Linked DNA regions of Zea mays: region 1 is linked to region 2. Evidence: chromatin contacts called from public Hi-C data. All regions are on one chromosome and are shown on one strand. The core of a region is the stretch at or near the end of the contact, and the rest is flanking DNA. Distances in the headings are between cores, read along the strand shown.

Evidence for each region. Hi-C and Micro-C count contacts between places; a contact is called where the count stands out from the background.
Region 1: a contact with region 2 is called in a Hi-C map of tassel, with 2.5 times the contacts expected there. The contact joins the enhancer-like site here to the promoter of LOC100282018 in region 2. A contact is called at or near these places in 2 of 25 Hi-C or Micro-C datasets (ear and tassel).

Annotation. Positions count from the first base shown.
Region 1 is chr6:25,607,396-25,612,712 of Zm-B73-REFERENCE-NAM-5.0, reverse strand. No RefSeq gene overlaps it. Among protein-coding and RNA genes, the nearest start is that of LOC100277767, 110 kb to the right of the region's middle. Within about 2 kb of position 3,097, at least 16 of the 20 cell types and tissues checked have an H3K27ac peak or open chromatin away from gene starts, as enhancers often do. A contact at or near this core is called in ear and tassel, where this site is marked.
Region 2 is chr6:25,408,593-25,414,275 of Zm-B73-REFERENCE-NAM-5.0, reverse strand. It overlaps LOC100282018, which reads right to left and starts at 1,373. Exons shown (of 5, transcript NM_001371814.1): 1 at 1,020-1,373; 2 at 1-59. The coding sequence starts at 1,094.

The sequences.
Region 1 (5,317 bases), core at 1,848-4,347, 200 kb before region 2:
CAAAAAATGTGGAGAAACTAAACCTTGAACTAAACATGAAAAGGAGAGAGAGGAGAGACAATATCTAACCATTTTAAGCAACCTCATTTAAATAAATAAATAAAAAAAACTAGCTATACTAAGCTTTCTAACACATGGTGAAAGCCTAGTTCCAAAATGTGGCTAAAATTGAGCAAAAATGAATAAATTTGGCAAGAGAAACATAATTAAACCAACCTTTATAGCAACTAATAAAAAATCTTAATTATCAAACCTATCTTCCTCTATCTCTCCATAAAAACACATGCACCATTCATTAAACAACTAAAATATAACATGGATAAACTAAGTTGAGAACTAAACATGTAAAGGGAAAGACGAGAGACAAAATGTAACCATCTTAAGCAACCTAATTGGATGAAATACAGAAAATAACCTAGCTATAGTCTTCTCTCCCACATATAGTTAAATCTTAGGTCCAAAATGTGGCTAAAATTGAACTAGAATGAACAAAAATTGGCAAGAGAAACATAAACCAACTTTTCTTAGCAACCTCTTTCCAAAAATGAAGATCAAACCCCGTTGTATTTTGTGAAATCTACAATGGAAGGTGGCTACGAGAAACAGTACTGATCGAGGAGGAAGAACAAGTATTTACACAATAAAGGTCACATACGGTTGGAATAAGCAACCGTCGGTGCAAACACATTTCCACTAGCGGTTGTTGTAATTGAACCGCCAGTGATAATCTAGTTTCCACTAGCGCTTCCATTACAACAACAGCTAGTGGAAATGGACGGTTTTCATTGACGGCTGTGTTAAGAAAACCAGCAGTGAAAATGTGTTTCTACTCACGATTCTTTAATCGGGCCAACCAGTTTATTACCGCTCGCGCGCGATAATTGATACAGGCTCTAAAAAGTGGAACCCACCGTAAACTAGTGAATATAGCCCACCATATTGAACCGACAAATTGCAACATTTAGGACTAGTTTGGTAACCTTATTTTTGCAAAAGGATTTTCATTTTCCCAAGTAAAATTAGTTCATTTTCCCTTAGGAAAATAGGAATCCCTTGGAAAAAAATGAAATTTCCAAACTAGTACTTAGAAAATTCCTAGCTCACCTAGAAATTCAGTTTTTGTTGCGAACCAAAATGTGCATAACAAAGAGAAACTATGATCTAAAAAATGCAGTACAAAATATCTTTGAACTCACCGGTTAATATGTTTTGAAAAATTCGTATACTTTTTACCAGTTTGTACTCACCCAAGATATACGTAGGTCACATCACTACTGAATCAATCTTTCCAATGAGTGCTACACGGAGAAATGGATACGCATAAATTCCAAGACTAATTCGGTGCTGTCCGCGCTGGATACCTATTGGAACAAACACCCTTTTGTGGCAGGACCTCCACTGTGATATGTTTATTTTTCAGCAAAGCCTATTGCTAGTGCTTTACGAACTAATCCGTATAATTTATACTCGACATCACGTCACTCTGCACTGAATCGATTCAGATTAGAACACAACAGTCCTTGTGGGCTTGACACCCAAAATGCATGTGGTCCATTTTGTAGCTGTAAGTCGTCTTGTGTAACCTGCCGATAACAAAACAAACCCTAGAATCTCTCTTCACTAATGGGATTAGATCCAGATGTCGTTGGTGAATGTCGTCGATTCTGCGCACACGCGGACCGTTCCACTACCAAAAGCGGACCGTCCGGCTTCCGCACTGAGAAGATCCCGCTCCTGCCTCATGTCGTGGATCGTCCGACTCTAGACCACGGACCGTCTGTGTTGTCGCAGAGAACACTGCCATCCATATACCTTACAGTGATTGGCGTCCAGATTGACACCAACAGAGTGCTTGTGGGCTTGACACCCAAAATGCATGTGGTCCATTTATATTATTGAGAGCTCAGGATGAACCAGCGTTCTCGTCGCAGTTCTATCCTCAACATCATCTCTCTTTTCAGTATGGGAGGGGATTCATTTGTATTTTGCAAGACTACGCAAGAGAAGTCTTTGTTGGTCCAGTCCAGTGGGCAGCAGAGAGTTACAGGCAGGCAGATCCAGGTGCTTTGATGGGTGGGGCCCCCCTGGATGCACTAATGGCAGACCCGATCGGCCCACTCCAGATCTTGTCTGAAGATTATTCGTGCAATCATCTTTCGTCTGACTGTACTTGTTTTTACTGGCCACTTGCGCCGGGTGAGCACAGACGTCAAGGCACTTCTCACGTGGCTTGGCTACTTTGGTGACGTCAGTTGCGACAGCGGATTGTCGTGGATGTGGATGCAGTCCTGGTCCATGCTCTGCAGCAACACACATCCTGTCCGATTTTTAAGACGGGGAAGTTTGGGCAGACCGACACAAGGCATTATTCACAGCTAGTACTAGATCAACTTTGAAGTTTCTCTTCATTAGTTAGTTAGTTAGTTAGTAGAAGAATCAATCCTTGCAAATAATAGAAACATAAAGGTGTTAGCTGCGACGATGTGTCAAAGATAAGACATGCCATAATCTGCTAAGAGACTAGAAGTTTGATTTGAGTGTTAGGGAATAATCCAAATATGGATCAAACAATATAACGAGCCATGTCTCTTCCAATGTGACTTACAAGATATAGATATGGGATCGACAGAATATGCATGTATCTTCCGAAATTAACTCTATCTCTCGACAACACCATTTGCAAACACATGTGATGGAACGATGAATATGCATGTCAATCAAAACGCTAGATTTTTTTTTTCCAACTCATGTCTAGCTCTGGTGTCACTTGTTAGCAAATAAAGTAAATATACAAGGAGAGTTGAAAATACATTAAATCATCTCTCTTTCCATGTGACTTATAAAATATCTCGCTGCAATACGGAAACAAATCAACTAATTATCACAACAGAATTCAGGTCATATTCAATATGGAAGGAGGAAACGCATGCAAGCAAGATATGAAGATAGGAGGGCAGAACAGGTAGGAATTCGGTTGTTCAATACATTGTTCTCTTTCATCACAAGTCGTACTTCCTGGGATCACTCTCTACAAGCCCACTGATGCCTGGAACTCTTGGGCCAAGTGCTGTTACCCGATGGGCTTCAGTGTCCAGCCCATTTACTTCTGGTGTTCCGTCTACAGAGGTCTGGCCCAGGACAACGGTCTCTCCCCCTTTATATCCATCCTGCTTGCCCTGAAGCACCAGGGTGCCTTGGGAAAGCAGCATGGCAACGCCTCCAAATCCTCCCATGTCGCCTAGGAACGCGGCAGACGCCCCGACCACTTTATCAAACCCTGCAAGGAGACACTGTTGCCTCATGCAAATACACGATGCTGCAATTCCTGTTCTGGAATTAATTTCGTGGCCATCCAATGATGTAGGGCAATTCGGCAACAGTTCTGAGACACGGGAATGAATAGCTTGCTGCTGGGAGACATGGAAAACCGGATGGACCTGAGAGTGTTTGGGCAGTTCGAGCTTGTATTGTAAGTGACCGGTCCAATGCGAGACTGAATTTGAAACGACTCAAACAACTTCAAAGCAAGTTTTTCATTGACTCAAAGAGCTCGCAAGAGATGCTGCTGAATCAAGTTCTGCATCACCGGCCTGTGCTTCTCCTCAAGCAGTCCGCGAGTGCCAGCCTGCCAGCGAAGGACAAGCAGCATACGAACGGGCACCAAAAAGAGCCTCAAACGGGAAACGATTTGGGAGCTGAATGCCAACTAGATTACTAGAATTGCACCAGAATTCCGCCAACTACAGCCAATGGTACCATTTCTACGGAGCAGCTTTCCCCCTAACAAAAGTTTAGTCCATGTCACCGTGGATATTACAATGATAGTTACGAGTATTATACATAGTTTAATGACAAAACTAATCATACATATGAAGATTTAACGGCGAGATGAATTTATTAACCCTAATTAATTTATGGTTACCAAATATTTACGGTAAGTAACATCACATGGGTGATTCATGGATTAATTAGGATTAATAGGTTTGTCTTGTCACTTAGCCCTTATCTATGTAATTAATTTTGTAACTAGGTTATATTTAATACTTATAACTAACATCTAAACATTAGATATGACGGGACTAAGGGTGTGTTTGGTTGTAGAGTTAACTAGAATGGAACGACTTCATTCTAGCTTTTGAGAATATAGCAATTCTATTCTGCGTTTGGCAAGTAGAACAGAGCCGCTTCATTTTTTGTTTAGTTGAATAGTAGAATAGAGCGCAGATACTCCGTTCTTTGTTTGATTAGGGAGTCATATGAGTGTAGAGAGGAGGAGAGAGATGAGCGCAGATACTATTTATGGTAAATTTTCATATTAAGACTCCAGGAGCCACCTCGCTTATCTTTTGTTGGAAACTAAGCATCTAGAAAATAGGAATAGAACCACTCCATTCTCATCTACTCAACCAAACACACCTTTTAGTTACGTGGATCCAAACTCCACCTAACCCGCTCTATTTTTGTGTCGGCCTATGGATTGTGCATCAGTCCGCGGAAGGTAATACGATCTCATCTTTAGAGTGGCACCAGCTAGCTTGAACAATTCCTGGCATAATTTGGTGAGAAATATCTTGTCACAGTCCGAGACAATGGAGTCAGGAAGCCCATAAAGTCTGTAAACTTGTTGCATGAACGATTGTGCCACTCCAAAAGCAACGAATAGATGCTTAGACTGTCTCCAATAGATCGTACAAATGGTCGTGCAAAACACTGTTTTGCACTGTAGACTTCACAGTTTATATAGTGAAGTTTAAAATAGAAGATAGGATAAGAGATAGGATGGATAACCTGCTGGCGACCACGTTAAGTGACAGGAATTAAGTAAAATTAGAGAATCTATCCACAACCATCAGAACATGATTGTACGCTCGGACATTTGTAGAGCTTCCACAAAATCGATGGAGATGGACTGCTGAGCGAAGGAAGTGCCAGTGGTGGTAACAAACTCAGGTATTTGGCACAATTAGCTTTGGGATTGGTAGCAGGGGGGACAACTGGCCACGAAGATGTGCTACTTGAGGTTCGACCATGAAAAGAGACGATGCATCGGGCATTGCTCAACTTGTCCACCAATTGATATAAACGTGCATGAGAGTAGTGAGACAATGCAATGGCAACAATATAAACGCCCGCGTACTAGGTACTATAGTACTGCAGGACGGTGCATATATATGATTAATATAATATAATAGGTTGGTATTTACTCCGTTCAAAAATATAGGTCATTATGCTTTTTATACTACTTTCAGAAGTTTTTATAGAGGATCTAGAAAGTATATTAATAATTACAATATCAAATTTATGCAATATCAACAAA
Region 2 (5,683 bases), core at 124-2,623:
CGAGACGATGAATCATATGGGTTGATATAATCATACTCCAAATCTGACAGACAGATAAGCTGGTATAAAAGCAGAAAGAAAAAAATCAGTTGAATAAATCAGCAAGACTGGATCAGGTAACAAGAGGCCAGGCAAATCAGTCCATAAATGACTAAATTTACTTATAAACACTACAAGTCGTGTATCAATATTGAGGGCCCTTTTTGGATACAACAGCTAATTATTAGCTACCTAAAATGAGCTAAAATTAGCTTTAGTGTATCCAAATAGGAGGGCTAATAAACAGGCTGATTTTTAGTCAAGCCTTCAACCAGTTGTTAGCCAACTAGCTAGCCAAACTTTAATTTGAGCTAATTTTTAGACCAATTAATAACTACCACTAGCTCATCCAAACAGGCCCTAAATATGAGCTGTTTTGCTGCCAACTGCCATCATGGTTAGGCTTTATTTCTGATCTGGTGAGGCTGAAGTCACTGATCAATCATGTTGAGAGCTTTAGACACTATAAGTGGTGATGACTCAACTGCCACAGATGACAAGCTGGTTTGACACCAAGTAAAGGAATACAGTCATGAGATGTATGATTACATCAATCAAGTCCTAGCAGGTGGAACTAACATTCCAAACAGAAAAAAAGGCAGTAGCAGCATGAACAAGATACCGCCTTATAGAGAAAAAAATCAAGATTTACAAAGACGATTTCTTTTTGCAATTTTATAACAGAATCTAGGAGCTAGAAGTCGACAGGAAAAATATATTTTCTCTGGAAAAAGAAAGAAAATCCGGGAGTTTATCTCGTCACCATCCTCCGCCGAATGAATGACGAGAAGAACACCATTGACTAAACTCCGCATCAAATCCCCACAAAATCACGGCAGCCTTAGGCCGAAAGCGGGCAGAGCTTCGCCGATTGCGCGCAAGATTTGGACCACACTCTAACTTCAAAAAAAAAAGATTTGGACCGCACTCGCCGTCACAGGGTGAACAATTAATAGATGCAACAGGGTTGTTAGGCTTGCCTGGTATGCGGTGAGGCCGATGAGGACCATGACGGAGACGAAGGAGAAAAGCCACAGGATGAGCTCCACAGACATGGCTGCCGTGAGGGTTGACGACTCCTCGCCAACAGCCTGGCGAGCAATCGATCTAAGAACGCTGGCGCTCCGTCCGCTTTGCTTCTCGCGAGGGTTCCAAATGGATGGGCCCTAGACCAGCTTGGTGACTCAGCTCGCCCCGCGGATACAATGGCGCTGTGGGCGCTGGAGACGGGAGAAGCGGCGGCGGCGGCGGCGGGTTGGGATGGGGAGACCGAGAGATGGGAGAGGATGGGTCCTGCTTTGCTACTTGCGTTGCGTGCGACGAGAGTGGGTCAGATATCCACAGCGTCACACGGTACACTGCTGTATGCTGCACTGCATGCCATTCGAAGGCAGTACAAACGACAGTTCACTCCTGACTTTTGGACCTTTTTTCTCGTACACGATGAGAAAAAAGATAGTACTTTCCGTCCTAAAAAGAAATCGAAACTTCTAAAATTTTATTGAAATATATTGTTGGTATAGATATTGTGTCGTACTACAGTGTAATTAGAAGTTTAACTTTCTGTTTTATAGACCATCATATGTCTTAAGTATATTTGGTAGTTTAGATATTCTTCTAAACTATTATGTATGTTAATGATATTTGCTAGTTTAGAATTTTAGATTTTATGTCTCATAAATTGATATATATATATATATATATATATATATATATATATATATATATATATATATATATATATATATATATATATATATATATATATGTCGGGGACCATAATTAGGGGTACCCTCAAGACGCCTAATTCTCAGCTGGTAACCCCCATCAGCATAAAGCTGCAAAGGCCTGATGGGTACGATTAAGTCAGGGATCAGTCCACACGAGTGACTCGATCACGCTTCACCCGAGCCTAGCCTCGGCCAAGGGCAGCCGACCTCGAGAGACTTCCGTCTCGCCCGAGGCCCCCTTTTTATGGCGGACACATCACCGGCTCGTCCGAGGCCTTGGCTTCGCTCAGAAGCAACCTTGACTAAATCGCCACACCGACTGACCAAATTGCAGGGGCATTTAACGCAAAGGTGGCCTGACACCTTTATCCTGACACGCGCCCCCGGCAGAGCCGAAGTGACCGCCGTCACTCCACCGCTCCACTGGCCAGTCTGACAGAAGGACAGCGCCGCCTGCGCCACTCCGACTGCAGTGCCACTCGACAGAGTGAGTCTGACAGGCAGTCAAGCCTTGCCAAAGGCGCCACGGCGAACTCCGCTCCGCCCGACCCCAGGGCTCGGACTCGGGCTAAGACCCGGAAGACGGCGAACTCCGCTCCGCCCGACCCCAGGGCTCGGACTCGGGCTAAGACCCGGAAGACGGCGAACTCCGCTCCGCCCGACCCCAGGGCTCGGACTCGGGCTAAGACCCGGAAGACGGCGAACTCCGCTCCGCCCGACCCCAGGGCTCGGACTCGGGCTAAGACCCGGAAGACGGCGAACTCCGCTCCGCCCGACCCCAGGGCTCGGACTCGGGCTAACACCCGGAAGACGACGAAACTCCGCTCCGTCCGACCCCAGGGCTCGGACTCGGGCTAACACCCGGAAGACGACGAAACTCCGCTTCGCCCGACCCCAGGGCTCGGACTCCGCCCTGGCCTCGGCCGAACGACTTCCGCCTCGCCCGACCCCTTGGCTCGGGCTCGGCCACGGCAACGGAAGGCAGACTCAACCTCGGCTTCGGAGGAACCCCCACGTCGCCCTGCCTAGGGCACAGACCGCCACGTCAACAGGAAGCGCCATCATCATCCTACCCCGAATCGACTCGGGTCACGGAGAACAAGACCGGCGTCTCATCCGGCCAGCTCCGCCGGAGGGGCAATGATGGCGCTCCACAAGCTCTATGACGACGGCGGCCCCCAGCTCTCTTACGGAAGCAGGACGACGTCAGCAGGGACTCGACCGCTCCAACAGCTGTCCCTCCGCCAGGCTCCGCCGCACCTCCGACAGCCACGACATCACGCCAGCAGGGTGCCCAGATCTCTCCGGCTGCCACATTGGCATGTACCTAGGGCGCTAGCTCTCCCTCCGCTAGACACGTAGCACTCTGCTACACCCCCCATTGTACACCTGGATCCTCTCCTTACGACTATAAAAGGGAGGACCAGGGCCTTCTCAGAGAAGGTTGGCCGCGCGGGACCGAGGACGGGACAGGCGCTCTCTTGGGGCCGCTCGCTTCCCTCACCCGCGTGGACGCTTGTAACCCCCCTACTGCAAGCGCACCTGACCTGGGCGCGGGACGAACACGAAGGCCGCGGGACTTCCACCTCTCTCACGCTCGACTCCGGCCACCTCGCCTCTCCCCCCTTCGCGCTCGCCCACGCGCTCGACCCATCTGGGCTGGGGCACGCAGCACACTCACTCGTCGGCTTAGGGACCCCCCTGTCTCGAAACGCCGACAGTTGGCGCGCCAGGTAGGGGCCTGCTGCGTGCTGACGAACAGCTCCCCGTCAAGCTCCAGATGGGCAGTCTCCAGCAACCTCTCCGGCCCGGGACGGTGCTTCGTTTCGGGACTCTGGAGTTCATGTCCTTCGACGGCAGCTACGACATGATACTTCTTCCACCGCCGCGCGACTACGATAATGGCGGCCGACAACCCGCCCGCCGGCGGCGGAATCGACGACGTCTTCCCCGCGTGGTGGAAGGGCAACATTCGGGCTCGCTCCGTTCTCTCCCCCGCCAACGGAGGAGGAGGCGGGGCCGTCAAGGCCAGGTGGGAGGCCGCGCTTCGTCGGCCGTCGAGCGAATCGACGCCCCCGACGCCCCGACGGAAGGCACGCCGGACGTCGACCTCGCGTTCAAGACGGAGGCAAGCGCCGTCCCCCCGCGGCACGCTGACCCCGAGCAAGAAGACGACGCCGGCGCGCTCGCGGAAAGCCTGCAGGACGTCGCCCTCGAACCAGAGATGACGGTGCAACCAGTCCCCGATGTGACTACGTCGCTCCTCGTCGACCAAAAGGTACCGACTAACTCCCATCTTGCGTCATTTCGACTCGGCCTCAACCCGCCAAACGACCTCGTTTTGGCGGGAGCTCTCATTGAGGCGAATGCAACCCCACTGAGGTTCTGTATGCGGTCGCCTTGGGACCGACTGACGGACGTCTCGACCTATGGGCCCTCTGGGTCCGAGGAAGATGACGATCCCAGCATCGGTTGGGATTTCTCCGGACTTGGTAACCCCAGTGCCGTGCGGGACTTCATGACCGCATGTGACTACTGCCTATCCGACTGTTCCGATGGAAGCCGCAGCCTTGGCGACGAGAGCTGCGGCCCAAGCCGCGAATGTTTCCACATCGAGCTAGGGGATCCCTCCGAAGGCAACCATCTTGGCATGCCGGAGGACGGTGATCTCCCTAGGCCGGTGCCTCGCGCCGACATCCCACGGGAGCTAGCTGTGGTCCCCGCTCCGGCGGGGGGTTACGACCCACAACTCGAGCAAGTCCGCGAGGCGCAGGCCAGGCTCAACGAGGGAACAGGAGCGCTTGAGCCGATCCGTCGGGACGTCGGACAGGCATGGGTGGGCCAACCCCTGGCCGGAGAAATACGTCATCTGCCCCAAGGTCTCCAGCACCGCGTCGCCAACGATGTCAGGATCAGGCCGCCGCCCGCATCCAGCGGGGTTGGTCAGAACCTGGCAACCGCAGCAATGCTCATCCGCGCGATGCCGGAGCCGTCAACCACCGAGGGTCGGCGAATCCAGGGAGAACTCAAGAATCTCCTGGAAGGCGCTGCGGCCCGGCGGGCCGAGAGCACTGCATCCCGAAGGCAAGGATATCCCTCGGAACCTCATGCCGCGACTTCCCGATTCATGCGGGAAGCCTCGGTCTACACCGGGCGCACGCGCAACACCGCGCCTGCGGCCTCGGGCCACCTCGGCAACGAGCACCATCGACGCGACCGTCGGGCTCACCTCGACGAAAGGGTGCGCCGAGGCTACCACCCCAGGCGTGGGGGGCGCTACGACAGCGGGGAGGATCGGAGTCCCTCGCCCGAACCACCCGGTCCGCAGGCCTTCAGTCGGGCCATCCGACGGGCGCCATTCCCGACCCGGTTCCGACCCCCGACTACTATCACGAAGTACTCGGGGGAAACGAGACCGGAACTGTGGCTCGCGGACTACCGCCTTGCCTGCCAACTGGGTGGAACGGACGACGACAACCTCATCATCCGTAACCTCCCCCTGTTCCTCTCCGACACTGCTCGCGCCTGGTTGGAGCACCTGCCTCCGGGGCAGATCTCCAATTGGGACGACTTGGTCCAAGCCTTCGCTGGAAATTTCCAGGGCACATACGTGCGCCCCGGGAATTCCTGGGATCTTCGAAGCTGCCGGCAACAGCCGGGGGAGTCGCTCCGGGACTACATCCGGCGATTCTCGAAGCAGCGCACCGAGCTGCCCAACATCACCGACTCGGATGTCATCGGCGCGTTCCTCGCCGGCACCACTTGCCGCGACCTGGTGAGCAAGCTGGGTCGCAAAACCCCCACCAGGGCGAGCGAGCTGATGGACATCGCCACCAAGTTCGCCTCTGGCCAGGAGGCGGTCGAGGCTATCTTCCGAAAGGACAAGCAGCCCCAGGGCCGCACATCGGAAGAAG